Regions from separate parts of the Mus musculus genome. Here region 2 is linked to region 1. A link is a contact called in public Micro-C data. All regions are on one chromosome and are shown on one strand. Each heading gives the region's core, a stretch centred on a gene start, on an enhancer-like site or on the middle of the called end of the contact. The rest is flanking DNA. Distances are from core to core; before and after follow the strand shown.

Evidence for each region. Hi-C and Micro-C count contacts between places; a contact is called where the count stands out from the background.
Region 2: a Micro-C map of embryonic stem cells shows a contact between it and region 1, with 1.7 times the contacts expected there. The contact joins the promoter of Cd164l2 here to the promoter of Themis2 in region 1. A contact is called at or near these places in 1 of 39 promoter capture datasets (liver), 1 of 484 Hi-C or Micro-C datasets (embryonic stem cells) and 2 of 9 other capture datasets (adipose tissue and embryonic stem cells).

The regions. Positions count from the first base shown.
Region 1 is chr4:132,793,297-132,797,749 of GRCm38.p6, forward strand. It overlaps Themis2 (thymocyte selection associated family member 2), which reads right to left and starts at 3,068. Exons shown (of 6, transcript NM_001033308.2): 1 at 2,964-3,068. The coding sequence starts at 3,057.
Region 2 is chr4:133,218,757-133,223,544 of GRCm38.p6, forward strand. It overlaps Cd164l2 (CD164 sialomucin-like 2), which reads left to right and starts at 2,053. Exons shown (of 6, transcript NM_027152.1): 1 at 2,053-2,311; 2 at 2,687-2,848; 3 at 2,949-3,020; 4 at 3,413-3,457. The coding sequence starts at 2,224.

The DNA of each region.
Region 1 (4,453 bases), core at 1,818-4,317:
TGGTACCGGGATTCAACTCCAGGGTTTCATGCATGCGAGATGCACTGGACCAATTGAGCTACAACACCCCCCCCCCCCCCCCGTCCCGATGAGTCACTTTTAGCTTCTGTTTTTAAAATGTTTATCTTGAATGCATTCCACAGCATAGGTGTGAAAGTCAGGACAACTCTTGGAAGGGAGTTCTTTCCTTCCACCCTGTGGGATCCAGGGATTGGTCTCAGGTTGTCTGGACTGGCAGTAACCATGCCTACCAGCTAGCTCACTCCGCCCGCCATTCTGGTGAGCTGTTTTTTTTTTTTTTTTTTAAAGATTTATTTATTTATTATATGTAAGTACACTGTAGCTGTCTTCAAACACTCCAGAAGAGGGAGTCAGATCTTGTTACGGATGGTTGTGAGCCACCATGTGGTTGCTGGGATTTGAACTCTGGACCTTCGGAAGAGCAGTCGGGTGCTCTTACCCACTGAGCCATCTCACCAGCCCCTGGTGAGCTGTTCTTAAGAGGATGTAGAGGAGATTGAGGCTCTGAGCACCACCTCCAAGTTCAGCAGCCACTTGCTTGATGCAAAGTGCTAAAGCCTTAAAGAACACTAGAAGCTAAGCAATAGAGATCTCACAGTGCTGTGTGCCCAGGGTCTGTGTCCAGTGGCAGAGGATGGGAAACCGCAGGTGGCAGGACCTTTTGACCACCTGGAGCCCCTCTCCCAGGGAGAGCTTTTGGAGAGCTGCTCACAGGGTCAGGAGAAACTGGTGTCAACCTCAACCTAACCCCTCAGGAAAGTGCACACAGTTGCTCGGAGGTGGACCTCGAAGAAGAGGAGCTTGTTAGCCATGGAGTTATATATACCTGGCCCTGTGCTGAGTGTGACTGGCACTTCACTGCCCTGAGGACGCGTGACTGCCCTTCCGGAACGGGCCAGCAGTTTCCCTTTTCTAAAAAAATATCAACAGCAGTTTCTCCTTCCTAAAAGTGATAGCTCAGAGAGGTGGCGTCAGCTCCTCCAATGATTGGTAAAGAGGAAGGGTAGGAACTCAGGCTCACCCTTGGCTGAACAGGGAGTGCCGGGTCAGCCTCAAAATGAACAGAAAAGAGCCAGCAAGATATCGTAAAGACCCTTCCCTTCCTAAGTCCCACATGGTGGAGGAAGAAGAAAACAAAAGTCCTGTGACCTTCACATTCATACCGTGACACATGCGTGCCCCCCCATCAATCAATCAATCAATCAGTCAATCAATGTAAACAAAGGCTCGGAAGACCAGCTGTGGTGGTACATATCTGTAACCACAGAACTCTTACTCTGGAGAAGTCTGAACTACACAAGAAGAATTTGTCTTAAACGGAAAGAAAGAAAAATGCTAAGGATCTTAGCTAAGAACTAGCTAGAGTGTTAGTAGTCTAGGATGTAAGATGGCCCAGGTCCCATCTGCAGCAGGGCAGGTAATGTGGGGGTGGGAGGAGGGGGAGGTGAGGGTGGCTGGAGGCAGAACATGGGGTATCAACCTCCAAAACTGGAATCCCATGTGGTCAGGAATTCTACCACACCTTGCCCCATAGGGTCATCTACCTTCCCGTTCACCTCATTTGCATACCGACACTCTGTGACATCCGTCTGTCCTCACGTCACCCCAAGTCCTTCCACTTCCCATCACCCCAGGTCATAGCAGATGAGGAAACTCGGGTATTGTGACACAGGTAAGCAAGAGACGCTGGGAGGATGTTCTGAGCTGGAGAAAAGAATGACCAGGCTCCCAGAGTCCCACTTCAGGGACCCATCAGATTCCGATGGACCAGAGAGACTCACTGTGGTGGCCCTTGTGTGATCCTCCTAGGTCAGTCTATAACCCGCTTGGCCATCAGAACACTTTGCTGGCAGCTGCTGTGGCAGAGCCTGGCTCGCTCACTCCAGGGAGTAGAATGAAGCAGGCATCCATGAGACAGCTTGCTGTCTGAGGGAGGAGCCCTGAATCTCAGCATCTCCCTCCACTCTCGCCTCTGCCCTCCACAGAGCAGCCCGGTCGGTCCCTTTTCTTCCCTCCCTTACCCAAGTGGTCAGTCCCTGGTCACATGTTATTTGGCCAGTAACTGGTGGCTGTGTCCTGATATGGCCATCTCTTCTCTGCTATGGGTTGCGGAAAGCCATGGGCAAGGAGCAAATGTACAGGCAAAAAGCGGGGAAGGATCCCCCTGGTAGGAGGACCACTCCATCTGAGAATCCAGCAGAGGAACAGAGAGACTCAGAGGCAAGGAGCAGAGAGTTCAGCGGGAGGGCTGATCTGGTGCTAAAATAACGAACTGGAATATATCTTAGTGGTGAGAGCTCAGGGTCCTGGGTTGGATCCTTGCAGAAAGGGAAAGAAGATAATAAAAGAGAACGGAGGGAGGGAGCAAGAAAGAAAAATGAACAGTGAACCAGGCATGGCAAATTCAGGCAGAGGCAGACGGATCGCTGCAAACTTAAGGCCAGCCTGGGCTACAAAACAAGGTCCTCTCAGAACAACCCCAATAACGACAGTGAGCACCCTAGTGCCTGTCTGAAACGATGGACGAGTTATCCCCACTTATTTGTCCATTTATTGTTATAATTGTTCTTGTTGCTTGAGACAGGATTTCCTAGGCTGTTCAGATCGCTCCTGCCTAGCTGCCACACAATTTCTGTTAGCATTACCGAGGAGCCTCAGTTGAGAAAAAGCCTGAGTTAAACTCAGGACTTCTCATCACCCATGGGACAAAAGCTGAAGAGCAGGGAGGTGGCGCCTTTTGGTGCGGATTCATAAAACTTCGGACAGCAGCGTCTGAACTCAACCCCAGATCCCTCAGGGTCTAACTCTGTAGCCCAAACTGACCTGCAATCACTTTATAGAACAGGCTAGCTTCGAACTCATCCTCCCGCCACAGCTCCCCAGTGTTGGCATTACAGGCATGACCCATCATACCTAGCTCCTTCCACCCAGAGCCCGCTCACCCTCAAAGTAGACTCCGGAGCAGACCCGCAGCACGCGCGGAAGGGAGGTGGGGTCCAGGCCGCTCACAAAGTCCTGCAGCGGCACCGGCTCCATGGTCGCGTTCCGACTAGATTTGCTCAGACTGATCGGCAGCTTGCAGAGGACAGTCCGGAAGCCACGCCCACCGAGGCCACGCCCCTCAGGTCGGGAGCCCTACAGGGTTCTCTGAAGCGCCCCGAACTCTTGAATGGGGACTTTATTTCCCCTGACCTGTCTCTTCATCTCTAAAATTGAATCTTTTCTTAAGGTTTCTAATGTGATAAAACACCATGACCAAAAGCAACTTGGGGAGGGAAGGGTTTATTATCTTACAACTCTGGGATCACAGAGGTTAGTCAGAACAGAAACTCCGGACAGATAGAGAGAGATAAAGGGACTGGGACTGGTACAAGCCATAAAGAAACACAGCTTACTGGTTTGCTCAGTTTGCTTTCTTACACAACTCAGGACCACCTGCCCAGGGTTGGCACTACCTACACCCTATGGGCTGGGCCCACCCACACCAATCATAAGTGGAGAAAATGCACTACAGGCTTGCCTACAAGCAGTCTGATGGAGGCATTTCTCAACAGAGGTTCCCAGATAATTCTAACTTGGGTCAAATTGACCAAAGAACAACCAGGACAATTCCCACACCTTTCTTTACTTGGCTCCATCGAACAGATCTAACATCAAGACTTGATAATTTTTTTTTTTTTTTTTTTTGAGACAGGGTTTCTCTGTATAGCCCTGGCTGTCCTGGAACTCACTTTGTAGACCAGGCTGGCCTCGAAGTCAGAAATCCGCCTGCCTCTGCCTCCTGAGTGCTGGGATTAAAGGCGTGTGCAGTTACACCTGGCAAGACTTGATAATTTGATACCCAGAGGTCTGGTGTGTGTGTGTGTGTGTGTGTGTGTGTGTGTGTGTGTGTGTGTGTATGTATGTGTGTGTGTGTGTGTGAGAGAGAGAGAGAGACAGAGAGAGAGACAGAGACACAGAGAGACAAAGACACAGAGACACAGAGACACAGACACAGACACAGAGACATAGAGACAGACCCGAGACAGAGACAGACAGAGAGAGTATCCCTTAGCACAAATTGTACTTAAATTACTGTGTAGCTGAAGATGACCTTGAACTTCTGATCTTCCTTCTTCCACCATCTAAAATGAGTGTGGTCACACACACTTTATTAGATGCTGAGGACTAAACCTAGGGCTTCATGGATTCAAAGCAAACACTCTACTAAGTGAGCTGCATCCTCTGCCTTGTTTTGGGTTTTTGAGGCAGGATTTCACATAATCCACTGTGTAGCTGAGAATGGCTTCCTTAGACTCCTGATGCTCTTGATGCCTCCTCCTGCCAGGTTCTGGAATAACAGGCATGTACCATTTAACTACCTCAGACCATGAAGATGTTGAACAGATAAAAACGATCCCACTTCCCCAGCTGAGATGTGCCCCCAGATGCC
Region 2 (4,788 bases), core at 803-3,302, 420 kb after region 1:
CCACTTCCAGGGGACCCAGTACCCTCTTCTGGCCTCTGAGGGCACCAGGTGCATACATGGTGCATAGACATAAATGCAGACTTAACACTTGTATCCCTATAACAAAGTAAAATTTTACTTTTTAATTAAAAGTGGGAGGGGTGCTGATTTTCAGTTATGGGTGTGGTAGCTGCGGTAGCCGGGACTGGTGTGGAGGTGGAGATTTAGAGATTTCTTGGCTACTGTTGTTGCTATGAGGTTCAAATTCAGGGCCATGCAATGCTAAGCAAGTGCTTTATTGCTGAGCTATATCTCCAGCCCTTGTTTGGAAAGGTGCGGGACAGGGTCTCATTGATGTAGCCCAAGTTGGCTTAAAATCTACAACCCTCCTGCCCCAGCCTCCCAAGTACTGGGTGACAGATATCTGCTCCTTTGGTAATAATAATAATATTATTATTTTAATGTATATGAGTGGATATTTTGCCTGAATATATGTCTGTGTACCGCTTTCATGCCTGGTGTCTGTGGAGACCAGAGGGTCATGCTGGATCCCCTGGAACTAGAGTTACAGGTATTTGTGGCCACCCTGTGGACCTAGAATCAAACGTAGATTTGGAAGAGCAGCCAGTGCTTCTCATTACTATGCAATCTCTCCAGCTCCCCCTCACCCCACACACACACCTCCTTGTTGTTTTGAGGCATGGTCTCGCTGTCATCCTGGCTATCCTGGAACTTCCTGTGTAGATCAGGCTGTCCCCAAAATTCACAGAGATCTGACTATCTCTGTCTCTGGAGTGCTGGGATTAAAGGAATGTGTCACTCTGCCAGGTTAACACCTTTCCCCCACCTCCCCGGTTTTAAGGCAAGGGTTCTTTAGCCTAGGTTGGCTCTAACTCTCTCTGTAGCAAAGATCAACCTTGAACTTCTAAGTCTTCTGTTTCTACCACCCAAGCGCTGGGACTGCACAAGCTACCAGGCTGGTTAGTGCTAGGGATGAAGCCTGGGCTAGGCACTCCAGCCAAGCATCCTACCAAATGAACCACATCCCTCGCCTTACTCAATGGCTTTTAAGTGGGACCTGACAGCAGAAGAATAGCCAAGATGATTGCAGGAGAGGGCAGACTAAGGCTCAGGGCTAAGAGGGCCACACCTGATTAAGAAGTTGGCAGAGGAAAGGGAGATATCTGAAAAGGGACTGAGAATCGGCTGTGCCAGGACAGGAGAGTGACCAGGAGGCAGATCCCCCAAAGGCTCAGTGATCTAGTAATGGCACCACTTAGGACCCAGGGATGTGATGAGCTGGAAGGCAGGACAGGGTATGGTGTCCCCACAGCTGGGAATAGCCAGCCACAGGTGTAGCCAGAATGGAGTTCCAAATTTACCACTGTGGGTTCAGACTGCTCACTCGCCTCACCTGTGAGACAGGGTTAAAAACATCTCTCATCTTGGAGAGATGGCTCAGAGGTTAGAGCACTGGCTGCTCTCCCAGAGCTCCTGAGTTCAATTCCCAGCACTCACATGGTGGCTCACAACCATCTGTAATGGGATCTGATGCCCTCTTCTGGTGTGTCTCAAGGCAGCTACAGTGTACTCATATACATAAAATGAACAAATAAATCCTAACCAAAAAAAAAAAAAAAAAAAAAAAAAGTCTTTAGGGTTTAAAGTGGGCTCTCAACCTCCTTAACGCTGGGACCCTTTAATGCATCTTGTGGTGACCTCCCAACCATAAAATTATTTTGTAATTTTGCTACTGTCGTGAATCATAATGTAAATAATGTTTTTGAAATAGAGGCTCACCTAAGGGGGGTCCCGGCCCATAGGTCGAGTTAGGTGATGGCATAGGCCTTTAATCTCAGCTCTGCTCTACAATAATGAGTTCCGGGACAGCCAGAGCTACACAAGTGATTCCCTAAAAACTCACCAAAACATAGTAGCTATGTTGACAAGGCCTGTTCTCACAGAGATCCTCCCGCCTTGAAGCTGCCCCTCAGGGACCAGGTGACATGAGTCTTAAACCCATCCCTTTTGTTCAGGCCCCGCCTTAAATCGCACAGCAGAGCGGGGCTCTACCTGGACCCTCCCAGAGGTCTCGGCCTCTAGCCACGCCCACAAGGCAACCACGCTCCAGCCTGGCCACGCCCCCGCTGCCCAGGTTTGGCTCTGGCTAGCCGGGCGAGTGTAGTCAAGAAAGGACGCGCCACACCAGCTGTCCGCCGACCCCCAGTCCCGGCCCCCGCGCTCATGGCCGCACCCGGACCCCGCGCCTTGCGTGCTGCTCTCTGCGGCGGTTGTTGTTGCCTTCTCCTGTGTGCCCAGCTGGTTCTAGCTGGTAATGCTGAGCAGGATCTGACCAGGGGCCCAGGCAGGTGAAGGTGTAGCTCACTTTAGCTTCTTCTTCCAGCACAGTAGGCTTGTGAGAGGGAACGTTTTCGACCTCTGCAGGACTCCAGGGGTGTGTTGAGACCTTAGTGCCTATTTAGAGGTTCCAAGTGTGGGGGACTAGGAGACTTAGCTGAGTGTGGAGGAGGAACTTCAGGAGTGTGTATGGAAAGAGGTTGGGGGAGGGCAGCTCGGTGAGTTTAAGCAGGGCTGGGGGGAGCTCCAGACCTGTGCGGAGGTGTGAGTCGCTGTAGTGGGAGATGTATTGCAGCTTGGCACCTGGCTTTCTGCCGCTTTCTGCCCATTTGCACCCCCCGACACCCAGGTAAAGGAGCTCGTGGCTTTGGTCGGGGAGCCCTGCTCCGCCTGAACGTTTGGCCTACTACCCAAGGGGGCTGCAAACACCTGGGACACTGTGAACACTGTGTGGACAGAGCCCACAACTTCTCCATTTGTGTCTGGCAGCAATGTGGGCCAGAGGAGCCAGGTATGTAGTTGAGCCCTCCTTGGGAACATCCTCTTGTCTATATGGCACCACCACTCTCAACTTTCTCTCCAAACCTCTTCTCTGTTTCTTCTCCCACCAGGACACTGTGTGGCCCAAGCTGAAGTGGTCAAGGAGGGTTGCTCAATCTATAACCACTCAGAGTCATGCCCAGGTAAGCTAAGGGAGGAGAGTGAGGTGTCCCCAGCCACAATCTCTCAGGAAGTAGACTGCACCCACGAACTGTTGGCTTCTCGGCCAGGAACCGTTCGATGTATATGCCCTGGCTGGTATCTTAGCCTATAATTTGGTCCAGCATGCCCAGGAGCTTGTGGGAGCTAGCACCCTCTGCTGAGGAGGTCTTTGGAGTGGCGGGGTCTTCCTGAAGCAAGTGACATTAGAGACCAGTCTTGTAGATAGAGCACAGCTAGGGGCGGAGACGGGCTGACCAGCCTTAAATGGGGCAGGGGTGTGATCGGAAGTGGGTCCAGCTACTGGCCCAGGCTCGGGATTGGGTTTCCTGATAGCAAGGAGAGGGGGTTTATTGTGGATGCCCTGTCTCCTCAGCTTCCCATCATCATTCCACAGAGGAACCGAAGCCAAGTACCACAGGTAGGGTCCTCCCCGGGGAATGGGGACAGGGCAGCTGTAGAGGGAGAGGCAGCTTGAGGCACGGGCACTGACACGCAGGCCCCATGACCTCAGTCCTCCGAGTTCTCTCCCAGTGCGTTTTGACACCTGGCAGGTGGGTTGGATGGATTCTTGCCTCCCAGTGCCACAAGGGCTTCTGAGTCTGTGGAAGGCCCATTAAGCATCTGACACATCGAAAGCAGTCAGAAAAGGGCAGCTTCCCTCCCCACCGGTTCTGGGAACTCAGGGTGACCCCCCTCCAGAGCTGAGGAGGTGTGGCTTCAGTTGCCCTCCTTGACCACCCGCTGCAAGCTGAGGTCTCCACAGTGGGTTCCCAGCAGAGCTGGGAAGGAACCCCATCTGTCTCTAGGTCCCCGCACTCCCGCTCCGAGGCCTGGAGGTCACTAAACTTAGTCAGGATGGCTGAAGAGGCTCTTGGTTAATTAAAGCCGGAAACTGATCTTAAGGAATAAATTATTGATGGCTCAGCTCCCTCAGCCTGAGCCCCAGATCTGCCGTGCCCAGCTCACAGCTTCCCTTTCTCTCCTCTGCCCCCAGCACCCTCCTCTGCAGCTCTCGGCCTCAGCCAGCACAGCCATCCTTCCATTTCCTGTTCTTAGATTCTGTACCGTCCATGTCCTCGGGAAAGGGGACCCTGTTCCCATTCGGGCCCCTTGTCCATTGTCCCAGAATGATTTTCCCCTCCCCAGTGGTTTCCTGCCCTGGGCACCTGGCCCAGGGCCTGAAATCAAATCCCTGGTCAGAATTGATGGGTAATGTGGTACAGCTGGTAACCACTGACGCCTAGACTACCGACTGCAGCGCTGTGACCCTGCCCTACAAAAGGGGAAGGGCAGGAAGCCAGCCAGGTCTGGCCCATAGTGTTCACCTGCCTGCTCAGTCGGTCGGGTGCTGGCCTTTCCTCTGGTCCTTCCTTTCTTGGTGACGATTCCAAGCTTAGAAGTCCAAAGGACTGTGCCCGTTTCATCTGTGCTTCAAGCCCTTAGCTGGAAGGGGGTCTGGTGGCTGAGCTTCAGGTCCATCCTTCCTCTACTGAGCTAATAAGGGACAGGGAGGGTACAGGAGCACTTGGTCACTGTTGGTCCCATGTAACCAGGAGGCACAGAGAGGGTGTGTGTGTGTGTGTGTGTGTGTGTGTGTGTGTGTTACTGTAGGGACTGAACCTAAGGCCTCACTACACAAGCTAAGAGGGCCTCACCACTCAACTGCATCTCCCAGGCCCTAATTGGACTCCAGAGCATGTTAGCCTAGGCCAGGGTCTTGAGGGCTTCAAGCCTCAAGGCATCAGTTGA